Linked DNA regions of Mus musculus: all the other regions are linked to region 3. A link is a contact called in public HiChIP or PLAC-seq, Micro-C and promoter capture Hi-C data. All regions are on one chromosome and are shown on one strand. Each heading gives the region's core, a stretch centred on a gene start, on an enhancer-like site or on the middle of the called end of the contact. The rest is flanking DNA. Distances are from core to core; before and after follow the strand shown.

What was found. Promoter capture Hi-C pulls out the DNA fragments that hold promoters and counts their contacts. A called contact is a pair of places that touch in the nucleus more often than the background predicts. HiChIP or PLAC-seq counts read pairs in DNA pulled down with a chosen protein or histone mark.
Region 1: an H3K27ac HiChIP or PLAC-seq map of the NIH/3T3 cell line shows a contact between it and region 3, with 3 times the contacts expected there. The contact joins the enhancer-like site here to the promoter of Rassf8 in region 3. A contact is called at or near these places in 6 of 39 promoter capture datasets (the 3T3-L1 cell line, 3T3-L1-derived adipocytes, cranial neural crest and 3 more), 2 of 484 Hi-C or Micro-C datasets (the N1E-115 cell line and adipose-derived mesenchymal stem cells) and 4 of 115 datasets of contacts at active chromatin or transcription factors (the NIH/3T3 cell line, bone marrow-derived macrophages and embryonic forebrain).
Region 2: a contact with region 3 is called in a Micro-C map of embryonic stem cells, with 10 times the contacts expected there. The contact joins the promoter of Fgfr1op2 here to the promoter of Rassf8 in region 3. A contact is called at or near these places in 1 of 39 promoter capture datasets (hippocampal neurons), 2 of 484 Hi-C or Micro-C datasets (both in embryonic stem cells), 1 of 115 datasets of contacts at active chromatin or transcription factors (bone marrow-derived macrophages) and 1 of 9 other capture datasets (adipose tissue).
Region 4: a contact with region 3 is called in a Micro-C map of embryonic stem cells, with 4 times the contacts expected there. The contact joins the enhancer-like site here to the promoter of Rassf8 in region 3. A contact is called at or near these places in 1 of 484 Hi-C or Micro-C datasets (embryonic stem cells), 1 of 115 datasets of contacts at active chromatin or transcription factors (embryonic stem cells) and 2 of 9 other capture datasets (adipose tissue and liver).
Region 5: a contact with region 3 is called in a promoter capture Hi-C map of pre-B cells, with 2.7 times the contacts expected there. The contact joins the enhancer-like site here to the promoter of Rassf8 in region 3. A contact is called at or near these places in 7 of 39 promoter capture datasets (the 3T3-L1 cell line, cranial neural crest, hematopoietic stem and progenitor cells and 3 more), 1 of 15 datasets of contacts at CTCF or cohesin (large pre-B cells), 1 of 484 Hi-C or Micro-C datasets (bone marrow-derived macrophages), 2 of 115 datasets of contacts at active chromatin or transcription factors (bone marrow-derived macrophages and embryonic stem cells) and 1 of 9 other capture datasets (adipose tissue).
Region 6: a promoter capture Hi-C map of pre-B cells shows a contact between it and region 3, with 4 times the contacts expected there. The contact joins the enhancer-like site here to the promoter of Rassf8 in region 3. A contact is called at or near these places in 13 of 39 promoter capture datasets (the 3T3-L1 cell line, 3T3-L1-derived adipocytes, the C10 cell line and 9 more), 3 of 484 Hi-C or Micro-C datasets (the N1E-115 cell line, adipose-derived mesenchymal stem cells and bone marrow-derived macrophages), 8 of 115 datasets of contacts at active chromatin or transcription factors (T-cell acute lymphoblastic leukemia, embryonic basal ganglia, embryonic limb bud and 5 more) and 2 of 9 other capture datasets (embryonic stem cells and liver).
Region 7: a contact with region 3 is called in a promoter capture Hi-C map of hippocampal neurons, with 2.4 times the contacts expected there. The contact joins the promoter of Bcat1 here to the promoter of Rassf8 in region 3.

Annotation. Positions count from the first base shown.
Region 1 is chr6:146,408,931-146,412,060 of GRCm38.p6, forward strand. The region is part of intron 9 of Itpr2 (inositol 1,4,5-triphosphate receptor 2); the gene reads right to left. Among named protein-coding and RNA genes, the nearest start is that of Itpr2, 92 kb to the right of the region's middle. Within about 2 kb of position 1,366, at least 171 of the 459 cell types and tissues checked have an H3K27ac peak or open chromatin away from gene starts, as enhancers often do. A contact at or near this core is called in the N1E-115 cell line, the NIH/3T3 cell line, bone marrow-derived macrophages and 1 more, where this site is marked.
Region 2 is chr6:146,576,323-146,579,570 of GRCm38.p6, forward strand. It overlaps Fgfr1op2 (FGFR1 oncogene partner 2), which reads left to right and starts at 1,589. Exons shown (of 7, transcript NM_026218.2): 1 at 1,589-1,886. It overlaps Ints13 (integrator complex subunit 13), which reads right to left and starts at 1,513. Exons shown (of 18, transcript NM_138757.2): 1 at 979-1,513; 2 at 1-138. The coding sequence starts at 127.
Region 3 is chr6:145,745,319-145,748,499 of GRCm38.p6, forward strand. It overlaps Rassf8 (Ras association (RalGDS/AF-6) domain family (N-terminal) member 8), which reads left to right and starts at 1,469. Exons shown (of 5, transcript NM_027760.3): 1 at 1,469-1,648. Gm15704 (a long non-coding RNA gene) reads right to left here and starts at 3,056. Exons shown (of 4, transcript XR_869590.3): 1 at 1,710-3,056; 2 at 502-716; 3 at 131-319.
Region 4 is chr6:145,174,340-145,177,561 of GRCm38.p6, forward strand. Lrmp (lymphoid-restricted membrane protein) reads left to right here. Exons shown (of 19, transcript NM_008511.4): 19 at 98-589. The coding sequence ends at 341. Casc1 (cancer susceptibility candidate 1) reads right to left here. Exons shown (of 16, transcript NM_177222.4): 14 at 2,994-3,161; 15 at 1,833-1,946; 16 at 533-985. The coding sequence ends at 713. Among named protein-coding and RNA genes, the nearest start is that of Gm15543, 6.3 kb to the right of the region's middle. Within about 2 kb of position 1,527, at least 52 of the 459 cell types and tissues checked have an H3K27ac peak or open chromatin away from gene starts, as enhancers often do. A contact at or near this core is called in embryonic stem cells, where this site is marked.
Region 5 is chr6:146,346,684-146,350,058 of GRCm38.p6, forward strand. Itpr2 (inositol 1,4,5-triphosphate receptor 2) reads right to left here. Exons shown (of 57, transcript NM_019923.4): 24 at 3,340-3,375; 25 at 385-550. Among named protein-coding and RNA genes, the nearest start is that of Gm35596, 130 kb to the left of the region's middle. Within about 2 kb of position 1,883, at least 5 of the 459 cell types and tissues checked have an H3K27ac peak or open chromatin away from gene starts, as enhancers often do.
Region 6 is chr6:146,269,381-146,272,727 of GRCm38.p6, forward strand. All of the region lies in intron 37 of Itpr2 (inositol 1,4,5-triphosphate receptor 2), which reads right to left. Among named protein-coding and RNA genes, the nearest start is that of Gm35596, 51 kb to the left of the region's middle. Within about 2 kb of position 1,946, at least 182 of the 459 cell types and tissues checked have an H3K27ac peak or open chromatin away from gene starts, as enhancers often do. A contact at or near this core is called in 3T3-L1-derived adipocytes, the N1E-115 cell line, T-cell acute lymphoblastic leukemia and 8 more, where this site is marked.
Region 7 is chr6:145,074,390-145,077,684 of GRCm38.p6, forward strand. Bcat1 (branched chain aminotransferase 1, cytosolic) reads right to left here and starts at 1,768. Exons shown (of 11, transcript NM_007532.5): 1 at 1,500-1,768. The coding sequence starts at 1,505.

The sequences.
Region 1 (3,130 bases), core at 116-2,615, 660 kb after region 3:
ACATGGGGGCTCAAACCATCTGTAATGGGATCTGATGACCTCTTCTGGTGTGTCTGAAAACAGTGACATACATACAGTACAGTATACTCATATGCATAAAATTAAAAAAAATAATTATTCCTGGTGTTCAAGGAAACCATTAAAGGGCAGGTTGAATTTTAATCAGGAGATAAGGGAGAGAGATCACCACAAGTAAGAGAAGTAGGACTAATTTGAGTTTGCAGAACCTCTTGTGTGATGTTTCTTTAAAAATGCTTTTGAGAGTTCATTCATTTAACTTCACAATTCCCCTTCTGAGAAATGTTCTTAATCCTTAATTCTTCACAGATGAGATGTGGGCTACTGACGGGAATGTCACACAGAGCCATGTGTGACAGGTCTGAGGAATGCAAGCCACACCCCAAGAGACTGCAACATCTCCTCTCCTGCCTCCAGCAAACAGAAAGGTGTGAGCCAAAACAGAACGACTCCACAGATAGGCTCTTATGCTGAAGGAAAGATTTCCCGGGACCTCAGAGGCTTTTAAGCTAAAGGGAAGATCATGCCGCACGAAAGAGGCTGTTAAATGAATGATGTTTACATCAGTCTTATATGTTTACAGTCATCAGCATCTAAGTGTAGAAACTGCCATGGAAAGATATGCTTATCTTGATTCCCAAGTTGTGATGCCTATAACCGGGGAGGAGAGGTGTCACTGTGGGGAAATGACCCGAGTTCTAAGAATATTTCATGCATTTATAAGACCGTGAGATAGCCAAGATCAAATTCAGGGTCCACAAGGTGGAGAGAGTGGATGAGAGAATGTAGTGGTTACTGGCAATATCGACAGGTAGCCTTCATCAAAACACACAATTAAAGTGCAGTGTGCAGAAGAGAAAGTCAGGTCGCCACAAGAGTCTCGCTAACTGTACCGAGTCAGATGCAGGATGCCAGCAGTCTTACACTCACACAACAGAAGGAAACAGACTGAAATCACAGAAGCCCATGATTCACGCTCATAGTCTTGCTTTCTAGTCCTTTGGGGGTGGGGGTGAAGGTGGGGGCACAAGTGGGTTCCTGAATGCAGGTGCAGTACTTGTAGAGACCAGAAGAGGGCACCAGACCCTTTGGCAACCTGAGCGAGGAGCGCCAACCACACTGCAGGTCCCAGGGATAGCCGTCATCTGCTTAAGCAATCTCCCAGCTGAGCCATTTCCCTAGCTAGCTGCTGTTGTTTTGCTTTTGGGGTTTTGTTTTAGTTGGTGTTTGTTTCTTTTCTTTTTATTTATTTTTTTTCTAGAAAGTGTCTTCTATGTGGGCCTCAGACTCAACTTTACAGCTGCTGCTGCTGCAGACAATCCTGGCCTCCTGCCTCCTCACTCTCAGAGCATGGGACGCCAAGACTGTCCTCTTCCAGCACTTTAGTGGTTTTTTTTATTAACTGTTCCTAGGAGTATTGGAGTTAGGAAGTAGGGGTTTAGTGCCATCTAGTGGACGCTTGACCTAGTTACAAACAAATAAGCGAGCCCATTTTCTTCACTGGGGTGTGTGTGTGTGTGTGTGTGTGTGTGTGTGTGTGGTGTACATCACTCACTTCTTTTTTTAATTGACACTGTATTTCACTGGCTTAGAGCCCTCCTGATGGGCTAGGCTGGCTGGCCACAGAGCCTGTCTCCATTTACCCAATGGTAGGATTACAAGCACAGGCCCCCACGCCTGGCCCTTCTCAGGTAAGTCCCGAATGGCAAGAACCCCGTGCTTTCAAGGCAAGCAGCTTATTCACTGAGCTCTCCCCAACTCCCAAGTAAGCTACTCTAGAAGGAAATATGACAGCCAGGTGTGGCGGCACGCACTTGGAAGGTGAGGCAGGAGTATCAGGAGTTCAAAGCCAGTCTCTGAAAAATAGCAAGTTCGAGTCCAAACAAAATGAGACCCTGGCTTGCCAAGCCAAAGGCCATGTGAAATCTTTAACAAAATTATTTTACATTCTTTGCTTTGTCTTGCTTTGGAAAGAAATACCAAGTTGTTGCTTTAGTGACTGAGCTCCACAGTGTGGAAATGTCTGAAGCAGTGAATGGGGAGCAGAGATGCCCGAGTGTTGCCCTTCCCACGGGGCAGGATTGGTTCCAAGGCTGTGTTAGCCGTTCCTCAGATGACGTTGTTTTCTCTCCCACAGGCACGGTCCCGAACTTAAGGTCTCTAAGTCACAGCGTCTGCACAGTTGTACAGTCCGCATCTGCCACCTTCACCTTGACTGACTAACTCATGTGTCCCAAGGAAGTGACATTACAGAGAGACAGGTGACAAGTCTGCAATCACATAAAGTCCAAATGTCTGAATTACCCGTCCTGTAATTAAATGCTTATTTCTACATTTCAACCCTGGTTTTCTGGCCCTCTATGTTTCTGGAAAGTTAATCTGCATCTTCTAACACTGTGTGGCGAGTCTCCTCATGCTGAGGAAGGGCATCTTTTAACCTCGGCTACTCATGGTCTTGCAGAATAAAACCCACGTGTATCCTCCAGTGCTGTCCTAAGCGTTGATGCTTTCTACATTCACCATAATGTAGAGCCTGGTCTTCAGTGGCTTACAACTGTGCATGCTCGGTGTACAATCGCTTGCTGAAGCCCCACTGCGCATGCTCGGTGTACAAGCGCTTGCAGAAGCCCCACTGCGCATGCTCGGTGCACAATCGCTTGCTGAAGCCCCACAGGAAGTGCTCTGCTTGCCTTGGACTCTGTTTCTACAACAATCATAAGCTCATCGTGTTCTTCTGAATGACTTAACTTCATAGCTGAATGCTGGTTTAACGGGTTGTGCCTGGGAACTGTGATCATAACACTGTAGGGTTTCTTTCTCTTTTCTGTTCTTAGTTTAAAGTTGCCTTCTTTAAATTTACTGGTTTTAGCATGTGCACTGATGCATGATGGAAGCCATCAAACGGTAAGAGCCCGCAGCTCAGTGGTGTGTTACATGGTTCCCATGGGGACCGCAGGAACCTGAGGACAGTAACCACACCTTAACACCTGTGCCCCCAGCACCAAACCAGGTCAGCGCTTCCACATAGTAGGCATTCAGTAAGTGACCTCGAAATTTCAGATTAGTGAGGATCAAGGCTTCTTGGCCTCTGTGTTTTGGACTAGATAATTCT
Region 2 (3,248 bases), core at 339-2,838, 830 kb after region 3:
GGATGATGCCTTGGGTCCTGTTCTTCACCAGCATATCAAACTCCACATGCTGCCTACAGGATTCTGCCATGTATGGGCAGTGATCCACAACAAACACTGTTTTATGAGATTCAGAAAAAATCTTCATTTTGTTTTAACCTGTAAAAGGATAAACAAACTAGTCAAAACGATGACACATAACATTTATCATAAATGATTTCTCACTTAAGTGTGTTTTCAAGATTTGATACGGATCCTAAGTTCTGAGAATTTTGTGCAAAAAAGGCCAAAGTAATGGTGCCAGTTCAAAGAATATGCCACATCATACCATGCAGTCTATCTACCAAATGAAGTTAGTTCATACTTCTTTTTTTCTTTTACAAAGCACTTAAAATAGAAGAAAACATCTGTGCACATTGTATTTGATTCTTATGCCTACAAATCACAGATCTAATTCCTCAAATGTATTTATGGTGATCCTTGTTAGGGGCTAAGGGAAATCAACAGGAAAAGACTGACAGCAAAAGTACAACCCAAAATAGACACACATCTCCTACGGTAACTGCATATTGCGTCTTTCTATGGCTTCAAACTCATCCTCTCCCTCCACTTGCAATACACTACAGTAATTCACCACGTAGACCACAACAAGCAGATGCTATCCCATGCTGGCGAAGAGAAAACACTTCTAAAACTTTTTCTTATAAACACAGAACATGTGGTGCACTGCCCTGCTTCGCTCCTAAAATTTTACAGACCAAAAAAAAAAAAATTTTTTTTTTAAACCTACATTCTAAAGCACCTGGGAAACAGCAAGTGTTCAAGGTAACAAACCACCTTAGGGTCCCGCTATTACCTCCTGCTGCTCTGGAACGCACCGCCCCTCCCCGCCAAAGTCCCTGTCTGCAAACCTTCTGCACACACCTGACTGCAAGGGGGGTGGGGGGCGGCGAACGAGGTGAGTGGATGGGGAAGACCTCGGCATCGAGGTTCGCTTACTTTCGTGCCTGGTCCTGCAGTGAATGAACGGAGGCTGAGAGAGAAGGCGGACGAGGGTGGGTGGGGAGTCGGCGCACAGTCGGTCTGGTACAACCCGCAGAAGACTGACTGCCCGGCTCATCTCCCAACACTCCGGCTGCTTAAACGCAGGGGCGCGCGCATGCGCGTGCAAGCACAAGAGCGCACTCGGACTCGCGCGTGCGCACGGCGCTCTCGCACAGCCCCGCCATCTTCCCTTCTCCTTAGAAGCCACCAGAGGCCGAACCGGAAGAGGGCGGAGCAAGTGAGGGGAAAAAAAAAGCCTTTAACATTTGTTCCCAATCAACCGTAGGGAAGAACGGTCAGGACGACCCGAGAGATCCCCCCACAAAGTACTAAGCCACGGCCGGGACAAGCCAGCCTCGGCTCTGGACAGGCAGAGCCTACCCACCCAACCTCCCCTCTCCGCCTCCAGTCCGGGCCGGTAGCCCCTCGGAAAACACGCGAGAGTGTGCGAGCGGCAGAGCAAAACCTTGAGAGGGGGGCGAGGAGAGAAGCCCCGCCCCCTCCCCGTTCTCCAATCAACGGCCAGCCGTTTACCGGGGGTGGGGCCTTCGGGAACCAGCAGAGGGAAGTCTCGCGAGGCTTGTCGCTCAGCGGCTGCGGGTCGCGGAGGTTCTGGTCCGCCCGGGATGGGGCCGAGACGAGTGGGTTTCCCGTACGTCCCGCCGCTGTGTGAGCAGGACTGTGCGTCCGCTCGCTGAGCAGGCGCAGCGAGGGCGCGGAGACCACTCCGTGGGCACTCCACCTCGCGGGTGGTCGTCGCCCCAGGGGGACTGAAGCGCAGTGGAATAACTACACGCGTGGGCGAGCCTCTGAGCCGGGCTTCCTCTCTCCGTGCTCTCCCTGAGGTCCTGCCGGGAACTGAGGTACGGAAAGTTCCCTGAAAACCCTGGGCCTGCACGCCGCGGGACACCCCTTCCGGGTTCCCCTTCCTGCCACTCGGGAGCTCCGTGGGCGGTGGCCTGAGGGACTTGTCACTGTTGAGTTTACCTCAGCACACTTGACCGCGTTTGCGCCTGGGACTTAGCCACGGTCCTGAGGGAGCTGCTGGGATCGTTTGAGTCCCTCAGCGGCCTTCCAAATTCGGTTTCAAGTTGAAAAACTGGTTTTCTCCAGACAAATGTTTCAGAAGCTCCAAGTGTGTGCATTCCACCATTTTCAAGAACAGTGCAGTTCTCTGCTTTCAGAGTGATGTGTGTGGACAGGATGCTTATTGGTGTGTGTGGTCTGCACGCATTCTTTCTTTATCCCATTCTAAGGTTTTCTTTGAAAGACACATGCTTTTTATATTGCTACCAGCATCTGTGTCTGCTCCTCAAGAGTGAGGACTCTCTTTTCTTCCCGTCCTCCTTTCCAGAACACGGACCTCAGAACTGCCTACGTTCTGTATTCCACTCACACTGCACCAGGTTTTTTTGCTTCTTTCACTGTGACTGTTACAGTTGCCCTTCCTCCACCCCAAACCGGTGTCCCCGCCTCAGCCTTCCATACTTACTGTGACATGTATTCGCCTGAAACTTTTTCAAGTTCTAATTTAAGCATATCGATTCATCAGGGTTTTTTACCATCCTATCTCATCATATTTTACCTTTTCAGTGTCATCTTATTGCCACCCCTAATTCCTTTCCAAACACTGTGCCATGTGAGTCCATATAGTCTGCTAGAATGCTTGCTTTTCCTTCTGTCTTATCATCTATCAAAACCCAATTCATAGATGATTCTTTTTAGACTCCCTCCGGTGACATTGACAGTACAATGAACTCGGATAGCTCTTGACATAGTTTTGCAGTATTCATTAGGATGTATTATTTGTTCAATTACCTGTCTCTCCTGCCAGCTTGAACTTGAGTCTGGAATCATGTCTTATTCATGTTTAAAACAAATGCTATCTCAGTGTTGGCACAGAGCAAGCAATATATATATATATATATATATACACATACACGCACATATATATATTTATTTATAATGTCATTCTAAAGAATTTGATATAAAAATTCTGTCTCTTAGAAGTCAGAATATTAGAACCTAAAGGAACTTTTTTTAGGGTAAAAGCCTTTACTTACCTGCTTTGAACATGAGCAGTCATGTACTCCTAACACTTATGTAATTGTACTTTTGTTGTTAGTGGTTGGAGATTGTATATAATATCAAAAGCACATGCATGCACACACCCTATGTATTCAAATGACTCTATGTTAGTATCATGTTTGACAACTAGGATTTTA
Region 3 (3,181 bases), core at 219-2,718:
AAACAACATATGAATTTGCACTTCCAGGTCAATGTTCCGATGTCCTTTGCTGATTAAAAGCTATTTTTAAAGGTGTGTGGGTGCATTTTTTGAATCTGAGCCCAGTTCTTTCTAAACTTTTGTTACTCACCTCTGATTCATTTGCCTTTTTTCCCCTCGTTGTCTGTTGCCTCTATCATGGCCTGCTGCTCAGGGAGGTGGGGGTGCTGTTGCTGAATCACAGCTACTCAGGAAAAGCAATCCAAACTATGCCTTGGAGAATGCTCGACTTAGACTTCTTTCTCTTTTTTGACAGTCCCATTCTGTAGCCCAGGATGCCCTGGAACCAAAGAATGTAGCCCAGGCTGTTCTTGAATTTCTGGCAAAATTCCTGCCTCTCTCTCTCTCTCTCTCTCTCTCTCTCTCTCTCTCTCTCTCTCTGTGTGTGTGTGTGTGTGTAATAATATATGATTCACTCTTTGAGGTCTGATACTGCTTGTTGCTAGGGTAACATATACTGACCTCGAACTTGTGACAATCCTCTTTCCAGTGATCCCAACTCTTTTAAAACCTTTGTTACATTCGATTCATTCACTTCATTTTTTTTTTTTTTTAATCTCTCCTCACTTGCAACGGTCATCACTGGTTGCTGCGGTGGACATCAATTCACAGTTATTCTACAGGAAAAGCCATTCAAACCAGTCCTTGGAAAGGCTGGGCCGTTTCTCCCTTCTTTCCTGTCAGCAGACGCAGAGCGGTCAGCTGCAAGGTCTCACTGGCCTGGCGACCCCAAGCCTGCGAGCGACTGGAGGAAATGTTTAACCTCAGCCAGGCTCCGGCCCACCGGCCTCAGCGCCTCCCACAAAGCCGCACCGCGCTGTCCCGAACCTTGTCTGCAGGCGGGGCCGCCGCTGTAACCCGAGCTGGTGAGGGGTATAACACTGCTCCTCTCTCCAGCGCCGCGACCAGAAAAGGGGCGGAGCCTCTGGCTCTTGGCCCTCCTCCCTGGCCCTCGGCCCGCCCCCCTCTCAGCCCTGCATCCAGCTCTCTCCAGCTCTGCACCCTGCTCTCCCTTGCCCACCTGCAATCACGGCCCTCGGCCCCGCCTCCTCGGCCCTCCGCCCCTCCCTCCCTGGCCCTTGGCTCCGCCTCCTAGGCCTCCGCTCCGCCCTCCCGGGCCGTTCGCCCTGCCTCTTTGGCCCTCCGCCCCTCCCTCCCTGGCCCTTGGCCCCGCCTCCTCGGCCTCCGCCCCACCCGCCCAGGCCCTCCGCCCCGCCTCCTCGGCCCCCCACCACACTTCCCAGACCTCGTCCTCCCTGCCCCGGCGCGGCCTCCCCGGCTGGCTCGCTCTCGCGGCGGCCCTCATCCCGCCCCTGTGCGGGGCTCCGCGGCCCTATCGGTCCCGCCCTCCTTCCTCCGCCCTTCCTCCTCTGCGCCGCTGCGCACCGCCCTCCCTGCCGGGCCAGGCCGGCGTGCGCCCTCCCCGCGCGTCTCTCTGCCGGCTCAGCCCTCCGCGCGCCGCCCTGCGGCCCGGCCTCCTCAGCCCCGGCCCGCCGCTCGCCCTCCGCCGCCGCCGGCCGCGGCCGTCTCAGCCGCCGCCTCAGCCTGGGCGGGCCGGGCCTCCGCCGAGGGCCGTGCACCGGGACTACGAGGACGGGCTGCGAGCGCAGTAAGTACAACTTTCCCGGCCCGCGCCCCCCGCGGCGCCGCTGTCACCCTCGCGCCCTCACCTCGCCTCCCGAAAGTTGGCCCTGCCCGGGGTCGCCTCCTTCCCGGTGTCCTTGGCGAGCGACTTTAGAGGCCACTTTTGTGGGCGAGGGGAATGCGCGGTCGGCCCTCTCCCTCTCCAGATGGAAATCGGATGCTCGCCTGGAGGGAGAGCTTCCCCTCTGGAAAAGGAAAAGTGGCGGTTGGAAGGCTTCTGCATTTTGTCTGAACCGTAGCCGCCCTGCCTCCCCGGTGGCCAGCCCCTCCGGGGAAGCGAGTCGCCCAGAGGCGGCTTGCAAAGTTGGCTGCGTCCTGCACCCTGGAAACTTGCAGAGGGCAATCATAGGAGGCTCAACTTTAAGGGTCGGGGGCTTGGCGTGCGAGGCCGCTGCGGCCCGGTGGTGGGCGGCGGAGACCAGCTAGGGGCTGGGTTGCTCATTTCAGCATCGCCGAGCTGCCCGGGGTTGCGGAACCACTACTTTCCCAGCATCGAACAGCATCAAGGGCTCAAGCCCTTGGATCCTAGGTAGGGTTTAATCGCAGTCAGTTCTGGTCCTAATCTTTGGAGGCACAGAAGGAAATATGCAGGACACGTTTCCTAGCCTACTCCAGCTTGTCAGGTCAGCTCTGCCAACACATCAAAGCCTTGCGTTAAGGAGAAAAAAAAAAAAAATCCCTCCAACCCGCTGACAGCAGGGACGAACACTTAGATACCTAACTGTAGATTGGTGCTCAGCCATTTTTCATGAGACACGTTTTGTCCCAGGGAAGTATATTAAATATGTGGTGATCTCTGCGTTTCTGCCCAGTTTTGGGATGTGTATGTGTGTGTGTGTGTGTGTGTGTATGTGTATGTGTGTGGGGGTGTAGGTAGTTTTTCTTTCTTCTTTAAAAGTCTTTAATCTGTGGTTGCCAGGGGTTGTGATCGTACCTTGGAGGCACAGAAAACCGGCACCTTTCCTGTTTTGTTTTTTAAACCCAAAAACCTGTTCTTTGCTGGAGGCAATCGGGAATGTCAGCCCACTGCAGGGTGGGGGTGGGGGTGGGGTGCTGATAAACCCAGGAATCAGGGCTCCGGACAACTGCGCTAGCAGTTTGGGAAGTGGTTTGTGCTTTATCCTCTAGTGGTCATGTTAATGGTTCTTGTGATCGTATATATTTCCATGGGGAGCTACCCCTAAACCTCAAAAGTACACACGGCCAATACTCCATTTAAGAAGACTGGACACGCTTTGATGATTCTTCTACTGGAGGATCAGATTCAACACAGTGTAATTTGCAGTGTAGGTAATTAAATCTTTTCTAAAAATCCTCCCAATCAGTCACCCCTCCCTTGAAGAGTCTCAAGATGGTACTTTCCGTACCGGGCTCAATTGGCCATAATGGACTGAGATCTTTGCCATCAAGCCCTGTTTCTGGGCTACAGGAGCTTTGGGGGACAGCAGAGAGCCCCTAGAGGGAGCCAAGTCACGGGGCTGACTGTGCAGATAGGAAA
Region 4 (3,222 bases), core at 277-2,776, 570 kb before region 3:
GCGCTATTTGGCACTCAGAGACCAGTGTCCCCTGAACGAAGGAGAGTCTCCAGGCCCCACTCAGTGACCACCCTCTCCGTCTGTGCCCTCCCCACAGCTGCAGCTCAGTGGCTTCCTGGGTCACTCACCTGCAGGCGTCCTTCAGAAGAGCCAACAGAGCACTCTGGCTCACGGGGCTCATCATCATACTGATCGCAGCGCTGATGAGCTTCCTCACAGGTCAGCTCTTCCAGACAGCCGTGGAGGCTGCGCCCACACAGGAGGGGGACTCCTGGCTGTCTCTAGAACACATCTTATGGCCATTTACCAGACTCGGGCATGATGGACCACTGCCAGTGTGACTGACGTGCAGCTCAATGTACCCTTGGATTTTAACGTTTCCTTCTGAGATTTGTAAATTGGTAACTTTTTTTTAGTAACTATAGTGCAAAGCTAGGGTCCTCAGCAGCTGGGATCTTTTTATTCCCCAACAAAAGCACAGGGGACTACAAAAGGGAGGGGACCCCACCTAGGGTATTTTAATGAGCTTTCTGAGTGAGAGGCATCAGACTTTATTGAGATGTATCCAAATAAAGACCATTCAAATCTTTGTGCAGTGTGGCTGGAACGCCTGGTGCTCTTAAATCACTTTAGCGGCTGACTGGAAAGATACCTGATTCCTCTCGGTATAAGGGTCCACCATGCTTACACACGCTGTAAGGGCTAGGAATAGCTAGGAATAGCTGAGGACGCGGATAGACAGCAGCATGTAGCACACTGAGTCGATGAACTGGCAGTTCGAATGCCTGACCCTCTCCATTGCCACGGGGGAGGCGAAGTCCTTCATCATGTGGTACAAGGTGGAGTGGAACTCGGTGCCCTCCCTGAGGGCCTCCGAGAACTTGTCGTTCTCTTCCTGCATCTTGAGCATCTGCGCTCTGTCACCACTGAACATGAGGAGCGACCAGGTATGGTGCTCTGTTTCTTCTGACAGTTGTTCCCTCACCTAGAAAGAGAACGTGAATTCTGGGATTGCCAAACATACACAAGGAAGGAAGATGGAACTGCTGGGTACCCAAATTACCCAGCTTGCAGATAAGTCTCTCATGAGGTAGACCAGGCTGGCTCAGCCTCCCCAGTGCTGGAAGGAAAGGAGCATGTTGGCAAACATAGCAAAAGGCACTCTGCGTGCTGTGGTTCTGAACTGCTTTAAACCATGAAGCATCTAGCAAGCATTGGTTGGTACCCGGGTGCCTATGCTGTGCCCAGCTACCGCTCTGGGAGATGAGGGCGCAGCGGGCACCCAAACCAGAGACACTGGTTGCATCAGTGAGACCCAGCTCTCAAGGAGGCTGTACTCAAGTAGGGAGCAACAAGGAAAGCTTTACAGCTTTACAGCTCATGGGTGGAGTTCGGGAATGGAGCTGGGGGGTGGAGCTTGGGCGGAGCTCAGGGGCGGAGCTCAGGGGTGGGGCACTTGGTACACAACGTGTATGAGACCCTGGCTTCCCACACAACTCGGAGAGAAACTCAGTCAACCTTGAGCATGAAAACAGTGTCCTTCCTACTCATACACAGTGATGTGTCAGAAGTTATGCTGAATGCCTGGCCTCCGTAGAGGGCTATGAGCCACACAGACACTCCCACACACATGGTTTTCCTGTTTGCTCTGGAGTCAACACAGACACAATGGCACGGCATTTGGCACTATAGTGGTGAAGGTCTGAGAGGCTAGAACTCAGAACTTGAGAACTTGGTTTTGAATGCTCATTTCACATCTTTGAGAGGTGGAGGGGGCCACACCCTCCCTCCCTTCTCGGGTGTTTTCTAGGTTCTGGGTTTGCACACTTTACCCGAATCACAACCCTTGTGGAATTGCAGACCATGTTCCACTTGCTCCAGCCAAACGAGAAGGCAGAGCTCAGCAGGGCCATTTGCCGATAGGCCTTCAACTCCACCTGGGGTACCTGTCCACGGGAGGATACGTACAGTCAGTCTTACAATGTCCCGCAAGCGTCGTCTCCATCAGACCTCTCTGTAGTCTGTCCTTCAGACAGAAGGGTTCGTTTCAAGGTTGAAATCGGATTCTGTGGCTCTACTCTCAAAATTAGGCAATGGTTTTCCCTTTCTGCACACCCCCTAAGGTGAAGAGTGTCCACTAAGGCTGTTGTGAGCTGACCTCTGTGAGCCGACCCCTACCGTTGCATCCTTCCTAGCCTAGCGTAGGCAGAGCAGACCAGACCGAGGGCTGCTCTCCCAGGGTGTGGCTGCAGCTGTGCTTTCCACCTAGCGAGCCTCCTCCCCAACACCCCCTGAGGCATACCCACCTCACTCTCCAGCTCTGATGGCCACACACCTTGCGGTCCAAGGCTCTACGCGGCACCCTGCTGAGGACTGTGTGTGGTCCTACTTTTCAGGACCATTTCAATTATGTTCCTTTCTCTGGTAGAAGGTTGCTCCCAGGGCAGGGGCAGGAACAGAGCAGTAAGTACAGTTAACTCTGCAAACCTTTCTACCTATGCATTTACGTCCAGACCCTCAGGACACGATTGACAGGTGTTACGCAGTTACTGACAGGCGAAAGGGCCCCAGAGAGTGGTGGCGGTGTTCTTGGGTACAGAGCTCTTCTGCCTACAAATCTGAGCACTTGCGTTTCCATTTATCACCACGGGGCTTTACCAGGTGCCTGCACTCTGGGGCCAGGCTGGCTGCTAGAGCCATCTGCAAGCCCTATTCTCTAGGAGCCCCAAATTCACACAGGAACTCATGAGCCAAGTCCCTGGAGCAGCACAGAACAGCACACAGCCATGGGGACGTGTTTGTGTGGGCTGGTGGTCCCTGCATGAAAACGAAGACAATGCACAGCAGTGACGGTGTGGACCGCAAACCCCCCTCACCACACTGCTGATCTTAGCTGAGAGGAACCTGGGTTCCTGGTGTTTTCCCTGACACAGTTGAACTGCAGCAGCGTCCTTGGTTCCCACTACATTAAATTTAGAGAGATACATTCTTGCCTTATTGTTGATGACCACATAAAAATGGGAGTATACAGCAGGGAAGATGTTCAGCCCGGCCTCTTTCAAAGCCAGAATGAAGGGTATAGGAGCCATCCATTTTCCTTTTAGATGAAACTCGAGTCCCTTGCCCCTCAGTTTCACTGAAGCCAGCATGCAGAGGTTTTCCTGAGTTTCAAGAAGAGAAAGGAAACCATTATTCCAGCTTTAGTGCTCTTTAGACCACCTC
Region 5 (3,375 bases), core at 633-3,132, 600 kb after region 3:
GAGACAGAGGGATCACCAAGAGTTCAGGGTCAATCTGAAAATAGCGAATTCTGAGCCAGTTCTTGCTACAGAGTGAGACCCTGTCTCAACAACAGCAACAAAGTTCAAGGTTCAAGCCTCATCTGCAACTAGCATCAGGCTGGGGTACAGGGAGGGTGTTGGCTGGTCACCAAACACTCTTAGAACTTGGTCCAGTCAACTTTATGAGTCCATTTTCTTGGGTATAGATCTGAGGACTCAACTCAGAGATTGCGCATTCTGGGCAAACAGGTGCCCCAGCCCCAGCCCCAGCCCCAGCCCCAGCCCCAGCCCCAGCCCCAGCCCCAGCCCCAGCCCCAGCCCCAGCCCATGTGCTGGGTGAGCAGCACCCTGGCCCAGCCTCACCTGTTTAAAGGCCTGAAGCACTTCTGCTCTCTGGCTGAAATGCTTGAAGAGCAGCTGCAGGGCTCCGGACAGCAGCGGAGCATAGTCGTGCATGATCAGGTGGATGAGGACGCGTAAGAACGTCCTGCCTCCTTCATCATCAAGCTGAACTGGAGTTTTTTCTTTTCTATAAAACCAAAAGTAATTCTAAAACAACAAATTACATGATATCTATATTAAAGTCATTTCAATTATATCACGTTTTTAAGCGTTTATCCCTTGTGTTCCCAAAACAGGAAATTAAAAGGAAGACATTGTTGCTTCTTAATCTCCTATCATTGATGGAGGGACAGGGACAAAGGTGGTTCCTGGAGAATCTCAAGAGTCGATCAACAACACAGGGAGGTGCAGGCATTCAGTAATCCCAAGATCATTCTTCATTAATTGTTAGTTAGCATACAAATAAAGGAGTGGGGTTCATTATCACATTTTCATAAGTAGATCATTGTTCAAATTTTCCCACTATCTTCTTTGTCTTCCTTGCCCTTCCACTCGTCCCCCTTTATCCCTCAGAGTCCCCCTTTTGAAATCAACCAATGGCTGGTTTCCCCCAGAGCCCAAGAAATCACCACGTGGCAGTTGGGGAGGGACAGTCACAGTGCACAGCCATCACCCCTGGGGCTCTGTGTGCTTGGCACAGTGGGACTGGGAACAAGATTCACTGGGTGAAAGGTCTATCTGAAGGCATGCGTTGCTGCTGGTGCTGCACCGTGTTCTGAAGCACATACTCAGATGGCTCTGTTATAGGTGGCAGTTGTGCAATTGTGCCAGTCTGTATAGCCTAGCATATGTGTTATGCAATACATGTGGGTTCCATAGGTGGGAGGAAGAGAGAGATGACAGAGAGACAGATTACAGATTCATAGAGATAGGACACAGACAACAGATAGATGTACATATGGATGAATGATAACTAGAACTGGTAGGCAGAGAAGTGATAGCTCAATAGATAGTTGCACTCACAGACAGATAATTGATACACATGATACATAAATATACATAGATAATAGGCAGACAGATGATTTTTAAATAATAGGTATAGAGAGATATATAAATAGAGGATGGATACATAGATGATAGAGAGACAGACTGACAGAGTATAATCTATTGATTCTTGGATCAGGGCTAACAAAGCAGCACAAAAGTAACTGAAGCAAAGGAGAAGTAATACAGTCAGGAGACAAGGTATGTAAGCCGCGGTTGTGCATTCTCTCTCTCTCTCTCTCTCTCTCCCTCTCTGTCTCTCTCTCTCTCTCTCTCACACACACACACACACACACACAGAGTCACATACACATGCATATATACACACAGAGACACACAGAGTCACATACATACTCTTATACACACATACCAACATACATACACAGATACACATAGAGACACACATACAGACACACACAGAGTCATGCATATACACACATACTCTTTTACACACACACACATACATACAAACACACAGATACACATATAGACTCAAACAGACACATACACAAATGCATACTCTTACACACAGATACACACAGAGAGACAAAGTATACTCAACACATAAACCAGTAACTATCACTTGCAAGTGCTACATTCTGCGTGTGACTGCACATGCCACACACTGACACAGCCAGCTGTGTGGTGGTTCCCACACACTTCTCCAGACTCCTGACTAACACACTGTGATCTGACAGCAGGGTGGCTATGAGGTCACTGTCTCCGGGAATCTTTCAGTTCTTGCTATTTTACACCTGGGGTGTCACTGGCCAGGGTCATTATGCAGCTCATGTCTGCATTTGACAATAAAATCACAGGAGCTGGAGAGATGGCTCAGTTAAGAGCACTGACTGCTTTTCCAAAGGTCCTGAGTTCAATTCCCAGCAACCACATGGTGGCTCACAACCATTTGTAATGAGTTCTGATGCCCTCTTCTGGTGTGTCTAAAGACAGTGACAGGACAGTGTACTCACATACATAAAATAAATAAAATTTTTTTTAAAAAGAAAAGTCTGAAAAGGCTATATTTTAAAAAAAGAAAAGAAAATCAGACTGCCTTTATCTTTTTGCCCCAGAATAATAAAATATTGCAATAGAAAATCATAACAAAGGCCAGTATCACAGCAGAAAATAAGCTTACACCAAATGTTCACTAAACAGTAAGTCTTTGGGGGCTCCGGTCCTCCCTCCATTCCCTCCCCAGCCTCCCTTCCCTCTCTCTCACCCTCCTCCCCTACACAGAGTCACACTATGTAGCCTAGGCTAGCACGGAACTGTGGATCTTGGGGTTCTGTTAAACCTTAATTCTTGTTCCCCTTTCTAGAAAGGTACAGGGTAAACATTTTGTCTCCTCGGGCTACCTGAGGTCTGTAATAAAAATGAACTTCAGTAATTCTGAGATGTACTTTCTCATTGTGGTTGCTCTTAATCCATTTCTGAAAAAGAAACTTCACAACAATACACGCCAGGGACATGGTAGCAAAGGAGAGCACATATCACGCACGGGTTCCTGAGGCGCCTTACTTTCTTCCATCATGGACACTTAAGGATGGAAGAAATGCCTGGCTTCTCCTGCATAAAGCTAAAGACAACATCAAAAGAAGCTACTTTCTTGACTTGGTGAAGTGATGTGTTACAATGTTTATATAACAGAGCTAAGGACATTTGTATTCTCATCATCTAAGGAAATAAAAGCTAAGAATTCTGAGAGAGTTAACTATGCGGACCCGATTTCTGCCAGTTTTTAAAGATGGCTTAAATGAGAGTCATCTTTTTTCCTCTAGAATAAATTTAAAGCTTCATTTATGGGAGAAATTATGTTATCAGCAACCAGGGTATCTAAATATGTGTAAAAAGATGAATGATAACAAACTACGGATAAAATTCTAAGTGAGATATACTCATATATAAGATAAACACTCATTACAGTACCTTCCAGCGAACATTGTTTCTGCCTGAGCCGCAATC
Region 6 (3,347 bases), core at 696-3,195, 520 kb after region 3:
GTCTAGGCAGCTAGTGTGTGCTCTATGCAAGTGTAAGGGCTGGAGTTTGGATTCCTAGACTCTTTCGGGAAGACAAGTGTGGCAGGTGAGCTGTAACTACAACCTCAGAAGGCAGAGGGGACCCCCAGGACAAGCTGAGAGACACTAGCCTTTTCGGGAGAGCTCCGGGTCTGGCTGAGAAACCTGTGTCTGGTATGAAAGAGCAGCTGGGATGATTCCTGATATCAACCTCCAGCCTCCGCATGCACCCATGCAAGCCTGAGTCCACCACACACATGCAAACATGCATATACACACATGTGCACCAGACACATGCACATGAATATTAGATAAATTAAATCAAAAGCAGACCTCCTGGGACCCGCATCCCAAGGATAATTAATCAGCATTGCCCTAAATTGCAGCCGTGGGTGTGAACCGCTCGCACACTGTTGGTGTGGACCACTTGCACAGACATGTGAAACACTCAATGGTCTGTTTGAAACCCATATCCCATCACCACTAGCAGCCTAACCCTGCCCTGCTACCCTTTGGTCCAGTGGAACGATCATGCCTCCTACAAACATGCATTCTGCTGACAGGAAAGTAAATCACACACGTGTGTCGAATGTCCCGCCTAAGTCAGATCATCTATGAAAGAGCTGATTGTTATAATCTCATTTTGAGTGTGTTAGAAAACAACACGCAGAATCCACATATGTACGATAAGGTTGGAATAAAAATGGGGATTTCAACAAACTCCCATCCGGAGGTTTTAACGAATAAGAGAAAAATAAAAAGACCTTTTGCAAGAGGGAAAAAAATGAACAACATTGGTTTTGTTACAGTTTAAGAGGAACCTACCCAAAATCACAGAACTGAACAGCTAATCCCTGTTGACACAGCAGAGTGGACTGAGTCTGGGCTTCAGGGCCTTTGATTTCTACTCACAGCCATTAGCATCGGTCTGACTGCTGAAATCCTGCAGGCAGGAAGCCAGAGGCGGTCAGGAGAGCTGAGCCCAAGTTGGCTGTATTCTGGGTTCTCTGTGAGGCCCCAGGGAAGATAAATGAACCCTCAGCCTCTCTCCCTACACCGACCGACCGCTGCCTTCCTGCAGACTCCAGATCTCCTTCTGAGAGATGCAATCTGAAGTCTCAGCCATATAATAAGGGTGAATTTCTGACTGGTCCCAATTCCACAACTCTCACAAAGAAAGTAAAATCTGCCCAAAGTTTCTAACTTCAGATAACCTTCTAGGTTATCTGAAGAGCCGGAAAGATGGCCCCACAAGGACAAAGGCCCCAAGGGTCTGGCACCCTCCACGGCCCATGTGGATACCTGCATATGCAGATGCACATACACAAACAAAGATAAAATAAAAATCTTTTAAAAAGAAAAGTCCACTTGAACTCATAATTTAATTTTTTCTCACTAATGTTCCTTAAAATTTGCAAATTTCCTTTTTCCTTCATAGACCACGCATTGGGGGAAAATACTGGTTGCTACCTACACAAATTCCCAAAAATAATGTCCAGTATGTTACTTTTGTAGTAGTAGTAGGAATAGTTGTTGTTGTTGTTGCATTAATTGCTGAATCATCATAAAAATATTTTTAAGTGATGTGGGACAAGTTTTTCTAGTGAGGAGGACTGAGTTGCTTCCCTCCACTTCATTATTTGTCCGTATTACATAATACTTAATTTTCTCTCTTCAGGAGCATAATGAGATACAGACAGACAGACAGCAAATGTCCTTGCTGGAATTAGTGTGCACACTCATCAGTTATGTGCAGCCGATCAACATCTGCTTTCTAGTACAGAGCGGCCAAAGCTTCTCTCACGCAGACTCACGGATCCTTCAGAGCAACTGAATTTCAGGCAATGGCATTGCACAGCACGTGACTTGTCTCCAGTGAAGCACAGCGCCAGACACTGCAGGAGTTACATAACCACAGGCTGCTGCTGGCAGAGCCGCCTCAGTGGCTCAGCCGTCCGTGTCTCCTCCAACCACACCCTGCAGCTCTGATATGCAGTGTACACATGTGTTGTCATGTGCCTGGGGACTTTCTTGGCAGTGAACACAAGACACGGTTTCCTGCCTACCAGTAGGGAGAGGTCTTTTTTAAAAGTGATCACACTGTATACAGATCATATCAGGACAGAAGTCACCACAAGCCACAGCAAAAGCAGGTGTCAAATGTACACTGTACAACTCTCCCCCTGCCCTTTCAAATAAACTTTTAGATTGTGGCTACATTGGGATAATTTATTTAAGATGTTATAGTAAGTATAACCAATTGTCAATCATAAGTGTTTCTCCAAATGTGAGCCCCAAGGAACAACTAACTCCAGACACACATGGTTTGTTCCCAGCGCTTGGACAGAACACGCACTATCATGAGATATCATGAGTATATCTAGTTTCCTGGTGATGCTACTCTGTTAACGCTGAGCTCACATGAGTGTGGTGAATGTGACTGAGCATCTACGCACCCCCAGGCCTTCTCTTATGCTAATGCTGGGCCCTAGTGAAAAAGCACTGAATGCCAAATGGACACCTATCCTTTTCTGTATTCGAATTCTCATTCTAAAAAAAAAGTCTATCTACATACAAAGATCCTGAACCCAGGTATAAAGCAATCAATGTGTGCCTGCTATTTTCAAAAACAAGAGCTTGGCAGGCAACCTGCGATGGTATGAACTTGACACATGAAGAGAAAGCAGAGACTACCCACAAACACACAGAAGAAGTGACAAACATGTGTTTTTCAGGATTCCAAGATGCACCTATGTCTTTATTAAATACCAAAGTAATACCGAAGGAAGCGATTTAATATTACAGTAGCTAAAATTAAACAGGGGAAGAGTTGTTTAAAATAACACCAATGACTAGAATTCTGAATAAAACCTGAACTAGATTTAGGTAGAAACAGTTTTGATCTCACCTGGCTTGAATATTTAAAATTATATAGTGAGAATTCAAAGTATCAATGAGAAGAAATGAAAACATTTATATAATTTAAAGGTTTGTACTCAGCTACTCCAAGAGACATCATTTATGGAACAGTGACGCCTACTGGTAACTTGTGATATTGCATCTCAATTGTAGCCCTGCTCTATGGTCTGCCCACTGACATCTAAGGAGGCAGGGAGGCCATATACACAGGTGTTGAAGTTGGAGCAACCAAAATATGTTATAGACACTCAGAAGTATGTCACAAATAATGCTATTAGTTTGTGCAAATAATTTATGCTTAAAAAATGAATCCAGGCCTGACAAGATAGGCAAGTAAGCCTGGTTCAAACCTAAGCTTAATCCAGCCTCACTCACAAAGTTGTCCTCCTCCACAGCACCCACTATAGTAA
Region 7 (3,295 bases), core at 518-3,017, 670 kb before region 3:
CTCCCCCACCCCCACCCCAGGGTCCCCTGCAGCCTAAGGTGGCTAGGGGCTGCTGCCAAGGATAGCCCTGAACTCTTGATTCTTCTCTCTCTACCCCACAAGCACTGGGACTACAGGTATGTGTTAAGCCTGGCCCTCAGAGACATTTAAGAAAAAAAAGAAAAAGACAAAGAAAAAAACTTTCCATCATTTGTCTCTGACTCAGAAAGCAAATTAAGATGAAACACACCACTCACCCCTGCACCACTCTCTCCCAACAAGGCAGTAAGTAGCCATCTTGGCTTAGCCCCCTTCATTAGTTATACAGATTTGAGCCTTGCCAAGGGGACCACAGCTGGGGAATTTAAACCCCTTGCTCAGCTGGCTTGTGGCTTCCAGCTTTTCCCTATACACAGACTGCCCATCTATGGAGTCTAGGAACTTATATTTTAAGGTAGATATATACAGAATGAACAAATGATTAAGAGAGATAGTGAATACATTAAATGCATGTGGATAAAATTATAAAGGCATATGATTTAGTGAGATAAGGTAAAGAATGTAAAGAAAAGGAGAGAAGAGAGGGGAGGCAAGGAGAGGAGAGAGAGATGAGAAGAGAAAACGAGAAAATTAGAAAACGAGAAAATGAGAAAACGAGAAAAAGGAAAAGAGAAAAAGAGAGAGAAAAAGAGAAAGGGTATCTATCTATCTATCTATCTGTCAGGGCTAGGAGCGAGGGCGGCACAGTGGGGATGGAGACGTGACGTGTGGATTCCCTCCAGCTAGGCTTGAGCAGTCTGAGTGTCTAACTTCCTCCGCCTCCTCAGAAACTGAAACGTGGCTCCGCTCTGTAGCTCCCCGAAACCCACGTTTTATTACTCGAATATTCCTTGCGGGAGACTAGGTGACTGCACAGCCGACAGAGCATCATTTCCCTTCGGAAAGGAAACTTTTCAGATCTGGCAGTTTTTCAGACAGCCAGAGCTCTGGCTCTGGAAAATATCTTAAAACGCCTCAGGCTGGCCTCTGGGCTAGCTATCTCAGATGATAATTAGAGTTCACCGCCTGCACTCTCTGGTCCTGAAGCTCGAGTGGTCCGTAACTCGGAAGCTTCCACTTGGAACCTGGACCTTAAAAGACAAGCGATCTGCTTTCGGCAGATAAGAGGGTCCTCCTCCCCCTTCTATTACAACTACCCAGAAGAGCGTCCGAGCATCCTCGCCAAACCCTATCTCTGGGCAGCTCAAACGCAACGATACGGTCCTTCTTCCCGCCTAGGGAGCATGTAGGAGAGGCGCTGTGGCATCCTCTAAATCTGGGTACCGCATTTACAGAACCAGGACAAGAACCGGAGCGGGAGCATCTGCGGGTGGATACGAGGCCAGATCCCCACGCTTAGTAGCCCAGGACGGGGGACAAAGCAAGTTGGTCCTTCCATCCTCCTCTCTCCACCCAGTGTCCGAGATATTCCGGGTGGGTGAGTAGCTGCATTCCAGCATGAACTTCAGCAATACGCTTACCTTCATTTCTCGTGGCTTGGGTCGTGGCTCCGGCTCCTGGGTGCAAATGTGAGTCTCCTCTGGAGGAGGCGGCTGTGCAGTGACACGTGGCGCTCAGGGTCGGTCGGCAAGCGCGGAAGATGGAGAGCTGGGCGCGCTCCGCTGCGGATTGCATCAGCAGCGACTGGCTCAGCCGCGAGCTACAGTCCGACCTCTGGCTCACTCCAGGGTGGAGACACTGATCCCCTCCAGTGATTTGTATCGCAGGAGGGGAGGTAGCAGAGGAGGACAAATCTGAAAGCGTCTTTGATTCATTTGCTACCTCCCCAGTCCCTCCCCCAATCATACGCTGTACTAGGATCTAGTCTCAGAACTGGGAAGTTTTAAGGTATATTTTGGATAATAAAGAAGAGTTTGGGTTTTTCCGTCTCGCTCTCACGCTCCACACCCCACAGACAACTCTCAAATACAACCACTCTTACCAACTCCTTTTCTCTCTAATTTTTATAACATTTAAATAAATATAATAGATTTTGAATAGGAGCGGGTGGCTAGATGGACAGGGACAGTGGTGGATAAGGGCCAACTGGCAGGAGCCGGTTCTCTCCTTCCACCATCTGAGCCCTGGATGGAACTCTCACTCTCAGTCTGTGGTCTACGCTCTGTAGTCGTCTCTTAGTTTGCATCCTTTGATGTGCACATACAGAAGTAATTTAATGTGAAATGGTCCTCACCACCTGATAACTTCCTTCCTGCGTCCACACAAGCCTCAGGCAAGGCTCCCACCGATGGGATTTCAGTTGAGGAGAGGATCTCTCTGAAAATCTGAAAACTTTCTTTTTAGTAAATCTAAGCAGAAGGCTTTGCTGTGAAATTTTCATTCTTAACTCCCTAGGAGAGAATAGGCTTTTCCCCGACCATGTTTTGCCTGTATCCTTTGTTTGTTTGTTTGTTTGTTTTAGATTTATTTATTATATGTAAGTACACTGTAGCTGTCCTCAGATATTCCAGAAGAGTGCATCAGATTTTGTTACGAATGGTTGTGAGGCACCATGTGGTTGCTGGGATTTGAACTCGGGACCTTCGGAAGAGCAGTCAGCACTCTTAACCACTGAGCCATTTCGCCAGCCCTATTTATTTTTTTAAAAATGTTTTCTTTCTTCTCATTTTTCTTTTCTGACTTATTTATGTGTGAGTTCACCATCACTGTCTTCAGATGCACCAGAAGAGGACATCAGATCCCATCATAGATGGTTGTGAGCCACCGTGTGGTTGCTGGGAATTGAACTCAGGACCTCTGAGAGAGCAGTCAGTGCTCTTAACTGCTGAGCCATCTCTGCAGCCCTTGTTTTTCTTTTCTGCTGCTTGGAATGAAACTGCCCAGGTGAACAATGAATAGCTGAATTATCCTGACAAATGTACTGAGTTATCTTTGCACCCAGCACAACAGCAACAACTTCTTCCCTTCAGAAGACTGTAGTCCAGATCGGTTTTAACTCAAGCAGCGCTGTGGGCTTTAAGTGGTGAGTGTAGACATCCTGGGTTATTGTTCATACGATGGAGCACTGATCCACAGTAAGAGGAAATGAAGCAAGGCGTTGAGCTGCCTGCCTGTAGTCCCAGCAACTCGAGTCTGAAGCAACACACACACACACAACACATGTGCACCACACACATACCACACACACACACACAACACATGTTCACCACACACATACCACATACACACACCCCCCACACACATACAACACATGTGCACCACACACATACCATTCACACAAATACACTCCACAGGCTCACACCACATGTCCACATGT